Regions from separate parts of the Strix aluco genome. Here region 2 is linked to region 1. The links are chromatin contacts, called in public Hi-C maps. All regions are on one chromosome and are shown on one strand. The core of a region is the stretch at or near the end of the contact, and the rest is flanking DNA. Distances in the headings are between cores, read along the strand shown.

Region 1 (3,095 bases), core at 233-2,732:
TCCACATTGCACAATGTTACAGGGAAGACGCAGCGCAAGACTGGCTGGAATAGGTGCATTTTTGACAGCAGTTAGCATTTTTTTGTCAGATGTAGGCTGATTTGTACATGGAGGGTACAATCTGTGCTCTGGCAAGGTGGCTTAAAAAAACCCAAACGCCAATCATCTATTAAATAATTCAGTAGGTTTGAACAAGGGTAAGACACCCAAACTCACCTGCAAAACTGTTGGACACATCTAGTATTTTTTTCTGCCACGAGCCCAGCAGCACCCCAACGACTCGTTTCTGATTTCCAACTTTTCCTATTCTAAATGGAAAAGACGGTCAGTTCCTATGACAAAAAGCCTGATTCAGGAAAGAAGGTAACAGCAGATCACTTGCTTCGCTTGAATTCTGCAAGTTAAACAGTATGAGTGTCGGAACAGAAGAGGCGTTATGATTGTTTTATTACTGATTGCTGATTTACACCCAGAAAAAGGCGTTTCGGTGCCCTCAGAACCAAACCTTGTAACCCAGCGATGCGGAACCAGGACTGCGCGGCTGCGGAGGGGGAGCGTGACCCAAACCCAGCCCCGCCGCAGCCTCTCCGCAGGACAATGAGCTATAAAAAAGTGAGTAAGCTCTTAAACTGCTCGGTGTCATCCGCAATTTGCTTGCACAATAGCGGGCTTGTTCGCCTTGTGAGAGTTCGCTTTTTTATTTTTGACACTGAAACTCCTTGTCAATTGGCGCAATTAAGTTAAATCAGGCACAAATTGCTCGGTGTTTAGCGGGGTGCGAGCTACCCCCCGCTCAGCCAGCCGCAGCCTGGGGAGCCAGCCCCACTGCTCCCCCACTCGTGTTTTAAGGCAGCAGGAGGTTGTTTCCGAGGAAGGGCGCCGACAGCCCCCTCACGCTCCCCGCCCTCGGACTTTCCTCCTCCTGAAGCGGAAAACAACGGCGGCGGCGGCTCCCGCAGGCCGCGCTCCCGCCGCCACCCGGGGATCGCGGCCCTCGGCACCGAGCCACCGGCCCGGGCCCGGGCGCGCCGCTCCCCTCACGGCGCGGGGACCCCTCCACCCCGATCCTGCGCGCCCCGGGGCCCTCACGGCCGCGCTCCCCCCACGGCCCTGGCTCCCTCACGGCCGCGCTCCCCTCACGGCCCCGGCTCCCTCACGGCCCAGCCCAGCCCGGGCCGTGACCGTGACTCAGCGCCGCGGCGCCGCGCCTGGCCGGCCCCACCTGTTGAAGTGATCGACGACGCTGAGCAGCACCAGCGGGTGCACCACCACCCGGTCCACCGCCAGCTCCGGCATGGCGCCCGCCCGGCCCGGCCCCGCTCCGCTCCGCCGCCAGCCCGGCCCGACCGCCCGCACCAGGCCCGCTCCCCGCCGCGCGGCCCCGCTCCCAGCCTGCCCCGCTTCGGGGCGGGGCTACGGCCGCCATCTTTAAGAGGTCGCCGTCGGCAGCGGGACACCATCTTGGAGAGGTCGCGGGAGACGGACGCGCCGCCGCCATCTTGGGAAGGTGCATCTCCGCTGTCGGCGGCGCGGCACCATCTTGGGGAAGTCGGCTCGCTCCGCCCGGAGGTGAGGGGCGGGCCGGCGGAGCAGGGAGGCGGGCAGCCGGCGAGCGGCCCTCGCCTGGGGGTCTCCGGGGGTGCTGGTCTCCGTTCCCTGCAAGCTGCGCCTCGGCGCGCCCCGCCTGAGGGGGGGCGGCTGTGGGGCCGGTTCCTGTCAGCCGGGGGGTCTGAGGAGGCAGGGGCGGAGGGAGGCGGGCGGCCCCGCCGAGCCATGCCCGGCCCCAGCCAGCGCGCCCTTGTCCGCCTGCTCGCTAAATGGCCTTTTGCCGCGTAATCCTTCCAGGGACAGGGTTTTCAGGGGCTGGCCAACCTTCCCCGGCTCCCTCTGCCGCTCTTGTGGAACACGAGTGTCGCATTTGCCTTTTTCCAGTTCTCAGGAATGTCTCCTAATCACCATGACCTTTCAGAAAATGAGAGCGCAGCCTCACAATGATGTAATCTTAGCACTAGTCTGCAGGTTTAATATGCAGTAGTGCTCTCTCGTCATCTCGATAGAGAGTGCAAACACAAACAGCATATGCGGGGTGGTAGCCCGACCGTGGCTGTGCGCTCTGCCTTAACTTCTGTGTCAGTCTGCAACTCCGGGAGTTGCTGCAGCCTGGCCTGGAAGAAACTCCTGTCACCCTGCCTCTTGTTCCAGAGCTTTGGGTAATGTCAGCATTCCCAGGACTGCAGTGATAAAAGTCTATGCAAATAGGCAGAAATCTTTACTGCTGTTACTGTTTTGTTCTGAGAGGACTGTGTAGGTAAAGCCAACATCCTTCAGCCTTAGTTTCCCCCTCTAAAATACAGATTTCCTTGACATAAAGGAGAAACAGACTCCAAATTAAGCAGAGTACTTTGGTTAGTCATTGTAGGAGGATTTTTGCGCCTCAAGAGTAGGACCTGGTAGACAACAGAGCTTCTTTTGTGCTTGTAGCAAGAAAATAGAACCTGGGCTGTTATTCCTGAATCTACTATGGAGTTATTATTAACGTGAAAAGTATTAGCAAAATTCTTAAGGATAGTCTCACTGGTTTTAAAGCATTATGATATCCCTTATTTTCTACACTTCCCTCACACTTATGTGGTTTTTGCCTGTTTCTCAGGTCTGACCAAATGGCGGTATTCTGGGTGAAATCTAAAGTTTTGTGTTGCTGTTTAGCATCTTTTAACACCGCAGATTTCAGCAAAAGCAGTTAATTTACAAACTCTGTGAGAATAAGAGACCTCTTGTGGATTTTTTTAGACGTTACATCCTTCAGTGTTGGTGCTTTTAAAAACAATTTCTGGTCGAATTTTTAGAGGTTTTTTCCCAGCAGAGGGAGACATCTGACCGTGAAATTCAAATATAGCCCGTATTATTCTTGTAGCTTGTTTTATCAATATACATATAAAACTCAATGTTCAAATTAACTAGTTCAATAAGTAATTTAGCTCATTGATTTTTGGGCATATCCTAAGTGCCATTACAAGCTACGGATATTTTAAATGCCATTACCTAATAGAAGGAATGTTTTAAGCACCTTTTATTGATTTTATTACTGCTTTATT
Region 2 (3,095 bases), core at 416-2,915, 160 kb before region 1:
GGGAAACCTTTCACGCCTGCGATACAGGTCACAAGTGCCCCACCCCAGTACCCCATAAGACATATCAGACCACCCCCAAATATCCCTGCAAGACATCCCACAGTCCTCAAGCAGCCATCTTTCACTCTGGCACAGACTCACCTGGTTTCTGGGCTCCTTCCCCATATGCCTCTTGACAATTTTGAAGGCTTTATCAAACTCTCTGTTTTTGATGCAGACAACAACAGCCTACGGAAGAAAAATAACAGTTTCTCTGCTGACACTGAACTGACCATGCCCTCTAGATCAGCTTTGGAAAAGCTGTTACCATCATCAAACATGGCACACAGGTGACAGCTTAGTACCACCTTCCATAGAAAAAACAACTTCTACTTTAACTGATGAAGAAGCACATACACTGAAGATACGCATTTGCAGCCAAGTCAGTACTAAGGACGGTATTCTACACACGAGGCAATTCCCACTGCCATTTGTACAAGACCTTTTTAAGACAAAAGACAAGCAAAGCATTTATTGAAAAAGGTCTTACAGCTTCCTTCACCATTTTCTGAATAGTTTCCATCGTCTTCTCAGCCACAGAGAATTCTCTCTGAACGAGGTCCAGGACACCGATTGCTGATTCAAGAGGGGTGAGCTCTGACTCTTTATCGAAGGTGCAATCTGCAAGAATTCACAGCCGCCGATTTGCAAGGCATTCACAGCGATGCCTTACGGACAGTTAGTTACTCACTTGCTCATTCTGACTGCAAATTCTAGAGCTACTGAGGAGAAAGATGAGACATTGCCAAATGTCTAAACTGCAAGATCCCCCCCAGGCAGGGAAAGGTGCAGAACCACTTGACTACAAATAACTGATGTGGGGGAGCATTTCAGAAGCTGCGAGGCTGAGCTGAAGTCACAAGGCTAGTCTGTTTGGTAGCAGGACAGCCCTGGAGCTTGGGTTCAAGCACACTGCTCATGGCTACGGCAGCACGATAGAGACACGAACAGCCACGCTCCCCGGCCCCTCACCCTCAGGGGAAAGCTCCTACAGCTTAACAGCTTCAGCCCAGAGCCCTGGTCTGTGCAGAAACACAGATCCTGGGAGCTGCAGAGGCACTGCCACAGAACAGGGCACACTCCAGCTGGGGCAGTGGGCTGTGAGCCAGCACTGGAGTTTCCCCAGCGCCTTGCTGGGAGGGTTGGGGACCCACCGAGGTTCTCGCCTTCCTCAATCCGTGACAGGAGTTGCATTATGCGCAGCATCTGGGACACCGTGCAGTCCTGCTCCAGAGGCCGCACAAGGAGCGCTGTGGGACGAGGTGTGGGGGGGGGGTTACACCGGTACAGCACGGCCCAGCCCGCGGACCAGCCTCTCCCCGGCCCCGGCTGCCCTCACCCCCAGCCCGCGCCTACCCCTTCCCAACCGCCGCCCTCCCCGCGGGTCCCCCAGGGGCTGCCCCCGCTCCCCGCCTCAGCCCGGGCCCGGCCCACCCTGCATGACGTCACGGAGCTGGCGGAAGTCGCGGTTCCGCCCGGAGCGGTAGGCCTCCACGGCCTGGTGGAAATAGAACTGCAGGACCCAGACGTTCACCGTCTCCTCGGCCAGGCCGCCCCGCCCCGCCATCTTCTCCCGCCGAGACGCCGGCCTCCGCCTCCCCTTCATCCCGCCAGGAACTGACACGCGGCCCCGGCGGAAGTGACGATCGCGCCGCGCCATCGCTCCGCCCCTCCCCGGCCGCCGGAGCCGTGTCACGCCGCGAGCGCCTCCGCATCCCAGCGTGCACCGCGGCGGCGGCAGCTGTGGGGCGGGCGGACGGAGCGCTGCAGGGCCTGTCCCGGCAGGCAGGGGCACTGCAGGCAGGGGAACAGCAGGCCACGTCCCTCAGGGCTGGGGACTCTCCTGCTGCCCATCTCCGGCTTGTGGACACTGAGCTGGGCTCCGGCAGGTGCCCACGCTGCCCGGCCTCCGCAGGGAGAGGCCCCCCGGCCCCCCAGTCCCCCAGCAGGCGTGGGCAGCCGTGGGGCAGGGCCTGCCCCAGCCTCCCCGCAGCTCCATGGCATCCCGGTACGCTCAGAGCGGAGCCGAGCGGCGCGTACACTCGTCTATAGGGTCCTACAAGTTCTAAGGTCGTTCTCCACCTGCCCAAAGGTCAACACGGAGCAAGGGGCAGAAGAAGGACGCCTTCCTCATCCTCTTCCAACCACCAGTTCCATGCTCCCAGCAAAACCAGTGTTTTCTGGAGCACTGGTTACCTTATTGCAGCTGGGAAATGCGGGCCAGCAGCGAAACGACCACCTGTAAACGATGCAAGATCCCCTGAGCCACGCGTTTCACCTCGGGCACCACGGAGGTCCAGAGATCCGTTAAACTTGGCCTAGCACCCTCAAACCAGAGCCAGCGCCCTCACGGATGGGTGCTCAGAGCTGGCGGGTGGAGCAGAGCCGGGCTGCATCCCGAAGCGTGAGCCGTCCCCACAGAGCTGGGAAGAAAATGGAAACGGTGACGTGCACCGGCAATGGCCTCCCGGGCTGCTGCCTTGGAGCAGGGGAGAGGGAGCACCCAGGCCTAACTCAGGGCATTAAGGCTTAATTAAGCACAACCTGCATTTGCAGAGGGGATTGAACGCTTCAAGTATTAGATGCTGTTATTTTGTACTTTATTTGTGGGTTTTTTTACTTTATGCTCTTTATTCTAGTCTTTTGAGCAGCCGGGACACTTTCATACACTGCTTACACCCGTTCCTCGTAGTCCAGCCATCCGCAAATCCCATCCCCCTGACCTGTAACAACAAAACAAGGTCCCTGCTTCGGCATCCTGGGGCAGAGATTTTCCCACAGTCACTCAGATTTCGCATAACTTTGGCTTCCCAGTGATCCCAGTGAAGGCCAAGAAGCAGTGCCCCGAGGAGGCGAGCAGAGCCTCCGGATTAGGAGGTGGTTCTCTGCTGCTCCAGGACATCTCTCGCTGGGAGGCGTTGGTGCTTTGGCCCAGGGAACATCCCTGACACCATTCTGGGGACTATTTCACCTGAGGTGGAAAAGCACGTGAAAATTCCTCTTGCATTAGGTTATCCAGGATACTCCCCTCCCTCCACCCCTGGCCAGAGGAGGCG

Evidence for each region. A called contact is a pair of places that touch in the nucleus more often than the background predicts.
Region 2: a Hi-C map of heart shows a contact between it and region 1, with 15 times the contacts expected there. The contact joins the promoter of TERF2 here to the promoter of ZFHX3 in region 1. A contact is called at or near these places in 2 of 2 Hi-C or Micro-C datasets (brain and heart).

The regions. Positions count from the first base shown.
Region 1 is chr14:1,237,461-1,240,555 of bStrAlu1.hap1, reverse strand. It overlaps ZFHX3 (zinc finger homeobox 3), which reads left to right and starts at 1,482. Exons shown (of 15, transcript XM_074839587.1): 1 at 1,482-1,569. PSMD7 (proteasome 26S subunit, non-ATPase 7) reads right to left here and starts at 1,392. Exons shown (of 7, transcript XM_074839593.1): 1 at 1,223-1,392; 2 at 217-308. The coding sequence starts at 1,296.
Region 2 is chr14:1,396,244-1,399,338 of bStrAlu1.hap1, reverse strand. TERF2 (telomeric repeat binding factor 2) reads right to left here and starts at 1,665. Exons shown (of 10, transcript XM_074839570.1): 1 at 1,474-1,665; 2 at 1,194-1,289; 3 at 530-660; 4 at 142-228. The coding sequence starts at 1,645.